Regions from separate parts of the Gossypium arboreum genome. Here region 2 is linked to region 1. A link is a contact called in public Hi-C data. All regions are on one chromosome and are shown on one strand. The core of a region is the stretch at or near the end of the contact, and the rest is flanking DNA. Distances in the headings are between cores, read along the strand shown. Region 1 has its middle 4.2 kb from the start of LOC108473152. Region 2 holds the start of LOC108474179 (60S ribosomal protein L18a-like).

What was found. A called contact is a pair of places that touch in the nucleus more often than the background predicts.
Region 2: a contact with region 1 is called in a Hi-C map of leaf, with 2.0 times the contacts expected there. The contact joins the promoter of LOC108474179 here to the enhancer-like site in region 1. A contact is called at or near these places in 2 of 5 Hi-C or Micro-C datasets (both in leaf).

Annotation. Positions count from the first base shown.
Region 1 is chr11:21,071,695-21,076,539 of ASM2569848v2, reverse strand. No RefSeq gene overlaps it. Among protein-coding and RNA genes, the nearest start is that of LOC108473152, 4.2 kb to the left of the region's middle. Within about 2 kb of position 1,964, at least 1 of the 2 cell types and tissues checked has an H3K27ac peak or open chromatin away from gene starts, as enhancers often do. A contact at or near this core is called in leaf, where this site is marked.
Region 2 is chr11:21,111,652-21,116,496 of ASM2569848v2, reverse strand. LOC108474179 (60S ribosomal protein L18a-like) reads left to right here and starts at 2,577. Exons shown (of 4, transcript XM_017776102.2): 1 at 2,577-2,744; 2 at 2,848-2,963; 3 at 3,046-3,109; 4 at 3,786-4,342. The coding sequence starts at 2,730. The coding sequence ends at 4,127. LOC108474178 (plant-specific TFIIB-related protein PTF2) reads right to left here. Exons shown (of 1, transcript XM_017776100.2): 1 at 4,053-4,845. The coding sequence ends at 4,729.

The DNA of each region.
Region 1 (4,845 bases), core at 715-3,214:
TATTCAATTTGGTACCAATTTCGGGCGTTACGAGGGTGCTAACCCTTCTTCGAACGTAACCGACTCTTGAACCTGTCTTCTCGTAATTTCGTAGACCAAAGCATTTTATAAAGTGATCCAATCACACTTCAAAAGATTGATGGCGACTCTCATTTTCGTTTTTTTAAAAAAGTCGATCACTGTTTTTCGAACCTCCCTTTAAAAAATGGTTTCGACACATGAATTTAAATATTAAATGTAATATTAAAACTTCAAAATTTGTTTTGTCAAAATTGGTTACCAAAAGTCTAAGTTTCAAAGTGAAGATATAAGAAATCATCGTATTTTGCATAGATTTTTTTATTTGGGTTAACAGTTTCGACTAACCTACTTTAGAGTCTCATATCTTTTAACATAGGACTCATATAATCGAGATAACAATACCAAATGAAAGTACAAACTTTGCACTATAAAAAAAATAAATTTTTTTGAAACAAATAAACACCTAAAGATGGATTTCTAGTGCATCAAAGTTGGTTATTCGAAACTGTCATACCCCATCCCCCCAAAAAAAAAGTTCAAAAATTATTCTCTTAAATTACTTAACCAAAATGGATGCCACACATATCATTTTGGTACCATCAATGTTGTCAAAATCTCACTGAAATTTGGTAAACTATTAAACTAACCCAAATAAATACACGAGTTTTATGAAAAATAGTTTAAGTTCTGTTTTAAATAAAGAAGGAAAGTAATGAACAATAGAAATATGAGAATAAATAGAGCAAAATGAATTTAATTTATTCATTGATGTGATATTTACATTGCTTCTCTGAAGTCTATATTTATAAATATAAGAAATATAAATGATATAAAATTCTATTTCTAAGTGACATTGAAGTTCTAAAGTATACCAAACTTCTTATTCTAATGGACATCCACTACTATAATAATAAAATTGATACTAAGGTTTTTTTTCTCTCACTTATAAAGCTTTTTCCTCTTAAACATGTTACTTATAGGTAAAAAATACTACAAACCCTGTTGTACTATACCATAGATTGCATTTTAACTTTTCTACAAAAAAATAAACAAATTATCCCTATACATTAGATGAGTGAGCAAAATAGCTCCTCCATTAAATTTGCACTTTAAATGTTTGTTTTCTTGTTTATATATAAGGTATAACAACAAAATTAGTCTTCATCCTTTATAAATTTATTCAATTTGACCTCCACTATTTTATTGGGAATAAATTAGAAAATTTTAAAAGTAAATTAGTAATAATTTAAAAAAATCAATTAAGCACTTTTAAATTTTAAAATTATTTAAAACATCATAAAATTATAAAGAAAATTTATAAAAAAGAAGTTATAAAATTTTAAAATTATAATTTTTATTAAAATAACAATTTCAATCCAATAAAAAGATGAGGGTCAATTTTTTTAAAAATCTTATATAATTAGATTTTAGTGGGTCAACATTGTTAATTTTTATAAAAATTTATAACTTTTTTAATTTATAAGTTTTGTTTATAACTTTTATGATTTTTAATAATTTTAAAATTTAAAAGGGCTTAATTGATTGTTTTAAAATTTGTTACTAATTCCTTTTTGACCCTTTAGGCTTAATAGATTAATTTTTTTAATTTACTTCCAATAAAAGAGTAAGGGTCAAATTGAATAAATGTTTAAAGATTGATGACTAAATTTATTATATACCTTATATGTAAATGCCAAATTTTAATAGAGGAACTATTTTATTCAGTCATCTAACGAGCTAATTTACCAAAATTTTTCAATAGAAAAACTAAAATGCAAAGTTGATAAATTTTTGGTTGTTGAAAGACAAATTTCACTTCCATCCTTCATGGAAGCGTTGTGTTTGGCGTTGGGTTGGGTGTTTTAGAAGCCCAAGCAAGAGAATGCTAAATATATGGGCTTGCTTCTGGCAAACACCTAAAACAATTTAGGCAACGTATGTACACAAGATCAACATCTAAATTCAATGAGATTTGACAAAAATTTCAAGAAGTAAAATCAATCCGTGATGGGATTCAAGACTAAAACAGCCCTTCCTAAGGAATTAGGAAATGTAAGCGTAAAAAAGTAATTACTCTAATTTTATAAATTAAAAAAAAAAAAACTATTTATAGTACCCATATTACTTCTGTTTAATTTGTGTTTATAACTTTTTATTTAGATTAATTTACATTTGAGTCATCATTAGGTTATTGACTTGTAAAATTAACCCAACCTTAGATCTGATTTATTCAACTCATTAATGAATCCAAAAACACAATCTATCAACTTATTTGTCGCCATACTAATAATTTTCTTATCAACTATCATCATTCATTGCTGAACTTAAGACCTTCCTTGTTACAAGTAGTTGGACAGTTCCAATCAAAGGAGCTAGAGAATCGATAATCATAACTTCTCATAAGGAATTAAGTAATCATTGTATGATTATGAATATATTTCATGTATTTCTGCATTTTCTTATGCTATGCTCCTATATTTTATATTTTTATAATTTTCCATAAATTCTGTGTTCATTTTTCCCTTTTTTTTATTCTATTGTATTTTTCGACTAATAATACGGCATCTTGCAATGTTTATATCTATGGAAAGTTTTAGAATTAAGTTAAAGTTTTTAGCTTTATTTGTCTTTTGGAATTTCAATTCCTTACCCAATTAAAAGTGCAGTATCATTTTCTTTCAGCTTCATGATTATGGGTTGGAAAGGCAATGCTAGCTATGCCAACAAATGTTAGAAAATAGTTATGATTGAATCATGTTAATAAACCCTTGAGTGGAATGTTAATGCTAATGATGTTGAATTTTATTTGTCCCCCCATCATACAACAACTCATATTCCATTTCAATTAGAGTTTAGTTAAGACGAAAAGTGTTTTATTCAGAATAATCATCAAGTGTTAAGTACAGTTATAAAATATATTGTACTTTAAAAGAATGAACGCATGTTCATATCTTGAAGATAATATTATTGGAAGGAATAATTAGATTATAAAACAAACATGAAAAATACAATAAAAGATATAATAAAAAAAGTACATAGAAATTCATAACATAAGACTAGAAATTCCATCACACGAGTATTCGTGTGGAAACTACGAATTTAGAACACATATGTATGCTTAAAAATACCATGCAATAAATAATAAAACGTCTGGTTTGAAATTAATTAATCATAATAACACATTAAATATGTATAATATTTAAATACAAAATATATTAAATTGTGTAAAACGAAATTTAAACACATAAATACATCGATAAAAAATACTAAATGCACCACAATTATTTATCATGATTTTGTCATCAATTGTGAGTTAGTGTCGAGTTAACTTGTGACACCAACTCAATCAACAACATTATCTATACTATTTATTAAGTGTTTTAATAAGTTGGTGTCACCTCAAACTAAATAAAACTCTTAATAAATAGTATAGATATATAACAACTTGTCATTGTTACTATGAGTAATAATTAGAAGGTGTAATTATGGTTTTAGTCTACTTATTATGCTAAAATTTGTAATTTAATTTTTTATTTTAATCTTATATAATTTTACAATTTATTTCTATAATGTTATTAATAGATCTAAATTAATAATACTTTAATTACGTCATTAAAGTTATTCATGATGTGATTTTTAGAAAATAATATATTTAAACGGGCTAACATGTCAATTTATTATTGATTAAACATGTTTAATTATATTATAAAAGTTGAGCATCAATTTATGTCAAATTAAAATAAATGTATTAATCTTGAATTTCAATACAATAAAGGGACTAAAATGAAAATTAAGCTTACTTAGAAACATGCTAAAATTAATTATTAGTTCATAACAATTCTGTTCTTTCATCATGAACTTAATAGTTTCAAATTAATATTGTGAAGAGAACTTAGATGAGAATTATTTAGGTAAAACTTGTATAACTTTTTATTATTATTAAATTTGATTAAATAAGAATTAAATTTGATATACCCCATATTTACATATTTCTCATATTTGATCAGATCATCATCACAACGCCATACGAGTATGACCATCAAGTGTTGGATACAATCGTAAAGTATATTGTACTTTCAAGGAAATTACACATATTTGTAACTTGAAGATAACATTGTTGGAAGGAGCAACCTCTAACCCCAAACATGACAGTAAAACAGACATGAAAAATACAAAAAAGAAATATATATATACATATATATACGTATATATATAATAAAAAGATTAGATAGAAGTTCATAACATAAGATTAGAAATCTTATCACACCCGTGTGTGGAAACTATGGATTTAGAACATAGATGTGTGTTTAAAAATAACATGCAATAAATAATGAAACGTATGGTTTGGAACCAATTGGTCATAATAACACATTAAATATGTACAATGTTAAAATAAAAAATAGATTAAATTGTGTAAAACAAAATTTAAATACATAAATACATAAGATAAATAACAGTAAATACACTACAATTATATATCATGATTTTGTCAACAATTGTGAGTTAGTGTCAATTTGACTTGTGACACCAACTCATTAAAACACTTCATAAATAGTATAGATATGCAACTAATGACGATAATAATTTGTCAAGATTAAAATAAAATGCATAAAACAAATTAAAATGAAGTTTTAGTTGAGTGGTAAATTTAATGTTTTATTAATCTAATTAGTGCGGGTTCAAATCTTAATAGATGCATAATTTAATTGGTTTTGTTAAAATAAAAAGACTAAAATACTTCTAAATATTATAACTTATTTTAATTCGATAAATCTAATATAATTTTGAATTTTGGTTGAATAATTGTAAGTTACATGCTCATGT
Region 2 (4,845 bases), core at 1,328-3,827, 39 kb before region 1:
TACCATAAATTAGGGTCTCCATGAAAGATTTATACTTAGAGGGCAAAGAGCACAACAATAACATAGCTTGATCTTCATTATTTATATTAACCTCAACGTTCTTTAGGTCATTCAAAAGTGTAATGAACTCACTAATGTGAACCCTAGTGGACATTCTTTTGTCCATACGAAACGTGTACAAGTGTTGCTTCAACACCAATTGGTTGGCCAATAATTTTTTCTTATAAAGGGTTTCTAAATTCATCCATAAAGCAACCGCTGTTTTTTTTATGAGTACTTCCTATAGTACATTATTCGTGAGGCATAATTGAATCCTGGATAGAGTTTTTTCATCAAGCTCTTCCTATTTTGATTTTTTCATACCTTCGAGCTTTTTACCAATAACGACCTTTAAACCATTCTAAACTAGAAGTGTTGTCATCCAAACCTACCATAAACTGAAGTTTGTGATCCTATCAAACTTCTCAATATCAAATCTAATTGTTGCCATCCTAAATGAGTTAATTTGTGAAAGCTGAACCAAGCTCTGATACCAATTTGTTAGGGATTGATCCGAATGAGCAATAAGATAGTAAAAGTAGAGATGAATGAACACAAATATTTACATGGAAAACCCTCGCCGAGGGATAAAAAACCATGGGCAAATGAGGCTTCAGCTTTTCACTAAGCAACAAATAAAAACTATAACGATGGAAAGTATTCAACCCGAACACAAAGAACAAATCCCTAAAAAAAACTAAATATGCTAACTACAAAAGCTCTCCCTAAAAACTCTTTAACAAATCTCACACAAGAGATATATAATGCAAATCTGATTCTACTAAACAGGGTTCAAAAGGTCTTTTAAATAGTCTTGGGACATGGGTCCAATATAACTAAAATGTCCTTATAGGAAATAGAGTTTGATTGGGAGAATAAGTCATGTTGAGAGTAAAAAAACGTGGTTGTATTTGAGCAAAAAACATCGCCTCGTTGTGACATGGCCTACCTACTCATCATGACATCGCAACCTTGCTTGGCTACCAAGGGCGTCGCATGGCTTTTTTCTCCTTTTCGATTTCTCATCTTAAGTGCATACAACGTGTTTGATAAATGCAAGGCACATTTCACATTAATAATGTAAAATACTCGAAAGGTACGTATATACATGATTATGTGAGTAGTGATCATTTGGTTGGTTGAATACATGTATTTATGCTTGTTGATGAAATATGATTAATAACAATGATAATTGCCTTATTAACGTTGTCGAATAGAGTCACAGATATAGTTGGCATGCCATAGGGTCTGTTTTGATAGGTGGGAGATTTAGCCCTATGTGTGTACATATGAGACAATTCTCTAATACCCTAGGGGTCGAAAACATATCATCTGCTCAAATACCCTAAGGGTACAAGCATATTCAAGTGTGGTAAGTGGAATTGGTGTATTTATGCCTAATTAGCACTTTAGTGCGTATTTGGTGTAAAGGTAAATTGATCTGAATATCCGTCATTTTATTCGATTTGGTTAATAAGTATTAAATCATGACGTGTTAAATATATATTGAATTGAAGTGGATGTTAGTATAAATATAGGTCGGCATTGACAAAAAAAATACACTTATATCAAAAATATATATTTTATTAGCCAAACACATAATGGAAAATTAAAATCTTTATAATCATAAAACTTGGAATTACAACCCTAATATCTACAATTTCCACTCATTTCTAGATTATTTCCAAATATATCATTAATGTTAAATTTATTTATATTTTTATGAAAATATTATTATAAAATTATTAATTGAACCGTATTTTTATTCATACTAATCGTGTTAATAATTGCACATGTGCTTTGGTCATTTAGTAGGTTTTATTATAACAATGGTGAATGAGATTTTTATTATGTGTAATAATTATTTTTAAAGTAGTATTAATTCTATATAAAATTTGATAATTTAACCTGAAATAATTTAATAAATGATTTTATATAAATTTTAGCACATTTATACTGCAATATCATATTATGCCACATATTATATTATATTTAAACTATTTTAATCATATATATTTATAATATATTTGAACTTTTGAATTGATATTATAGGTAAGATAATCAAGATTGTATTAATGGATGTACAGTTGTTTTATATTGGTACATACGGATACTAGTATGCTTTGTTGTACCATTTTGAATATATCAATACTTTTAGATGTTTTAAAATTTAAAATATTAAAATCTTATACCAATCAATATGAGTTAGTATGTACTAGTACAAATCAAAATACACCGATACAACAGATGAAATTTAAATTAGAACGAAATTAAATTTTGTTATTTCAATTTATTACCAGAACAAGACGTTTCAAATCATACAGAATTAACTTCTTTGATTAAGAGTGAATAAGTCACCAATTCAATTAAAAATAATTAAAAAATCATTTTAAAAAATAGTAAATATAATTATGCGAGTGCTTTTTATATTTTTCCGAAATAAAGAGAAAAATATTTGAACTTCAAAAACCAAAGGCTTCAAATCCTACTTTTTGTGGGCTTAAATGGGCCTAGGATTTCAGCTCCACCCCCAAGTCACTCAACACTCTCGTAAGCCCACAAAAAGCCAATAGAGAAAGAATAGGTAGGGTTTTTTATCCCTACCACTGCGCTGCCATAAGAGTACAGGGAGAAACCAGGGAACGGGCCATAGCAGTGAGCGGCAGCTTATCTTCTTCTTTATTACAAAAATGGTTGCTTTCAGGGTAAGTTACCAATCGATACCCATTTCCATTATTTGTGTTTTTTTTTATAAAGCTGTAATGGGATTTTTTGTCTTGATTTTTATTTGGAAAAAACAAAACATAGTTTCATCAGTACCAAGTGGTGGGGCGAGGTCTCCCAACAGAAGGAGATCAGCATCCTAAGATCTACAGAATGAAGCTTTGGGCCACCAATGAAGTCCGTGCCAAATCCAAGTTTTGGTCTGTAAAATTACATTTTGCTGATCAGATTTGTTATTCTTGTTTTTTTTTACCCTTTATTTGATTTTTTTTTAAAATTTAGGTATTTTCTGAGGAAGCTGAAGAAGGTGAAGAAAAGCAATGGACAAGTTTTAGCAATCAATGAGGTATTGACCATTTCTTGTCCTTTAGATCTCTTTTGAAAGTTTTAAACCCTATAAGTGAAATGGTGTTTCATTTGTATGTTGGATGTAGTTTGAATTTTTTAGCTGCTCGAGTTAAGTTGGTTGCTTTATTTAGTGTGACATTTACATGTTGGATAAGCGATAGTCTTCGAAAGAAATATGTGAATTTCTGCTCGGGCTTGAAGTCGGAATCCAACATTCTATCTAAAAAATGTATGTACCAATCTGTTTACTTAGATCTAAAGGAAGCACTCTGCTAATGAAGGTGGCAGTTTGTTATTCAGCTGAGTTTTGTCTCTTTGGTCATTAATTGGACAGAATCAAGTACCACTGCTGATATATACCTGTGTAGGAGACAACATACATGCATATATACCTGCGTTGACAGTTGAGTACAGGGAAGAAAATAATGTTTTATACATTACATTTGTGCACTGGGGGTGGCTCAGTTGTGTTCCATTGTTATGAAGGTTGCTTGTCTAAATATATATAAACTTGATTGGTGATCATAAGTTAGCATTCTTCTTGTTTTCCTCTTGGTGGAACAGGATCACATTTGTGCTATGATCATTGAGCCAGATGCTTGAGTATTATTTTGAATCACATCTAGTGATTTAACAGATATTGATATTTTCTCATGCTATGTTTTATATTGTAGATTTTTGAGAAAAACCCTACCAAGATCAAGAACTACGGCATTTGGCTCCGATATCAAAGTCGAACTGGTTATCACAACATGTACAAGGAATACCGGGACACAACTCTCAATGGTGCAGTTGAACAGATGTACGCTGAGATGGCATCTCGTCACAGGGTGAGGTTTCCATGCATTCAAATCATCAAGACAGCTACTATCCCAGCAAAACTTTGCAAGAGGGACAGCACCAAGCAATTTCACAACTCCAAGATCAAATTCCCACTGGTATTCAAGAAGGTCAGGCCACCTACTAGGAAGCTTAAGACAACATACAAGGCTTCCAAACCCAACTTGTTTATGTAGTAGTCCATAATTGGTGATGGTAGGGTAAAAGGCCTTTTAGGTTGATTACTTGTCGTGTTAGATGGATAGCATACATCAGATTTTGAGCACTTTATGTTTACTTTTGTGGTCCCTTATGTCTTGGAAGATTTTGTAGTTTGAGAAGTTTATTTTTAATTGATTACCATGGTGAATTACTATTTATAATAATATTGGACCATTGTCTAGTTGGTGAAGTTTCTGTTGGTTATCACTTTGCTATCACAAAATACTTCCTACAAGCATAAAAAATGACTTCTAATTTTACAGTTGAAACTTTACGTCTTAAATTATTTTTGAAAGATCTAAATACCAAATTTCCCTATTAGAAATACTGTAAACAAAGTAAAAGGTACACTAAAAATGGAAATAAGTGACTGGATTTCTTCCCAGTTAAAGAGTTAAAATTCAAGATCTGCCCCAAAATTTCCCTTCTATTTTTATCAATAGTACCTCCATCAAAAAGTTTCACGTTGCTGTAAAAAGCTAAAAATACAGATGTGGACAAAACAATCTATACAAAAATCCAGTTAGTCCAAGGAAGAAGCAAGATTCTCAGACATGTCTTCTGGACTAAAAGCTCTCATATCGTCCCAGAGTTAAAGACATACAAACCTAGCAAAGCTCGATAATGCCCTTTCTCGATATCTTCTTCTTTAACCCGATGCAAAAGGAGGGCTTCAATAACAAAATCTTCCCA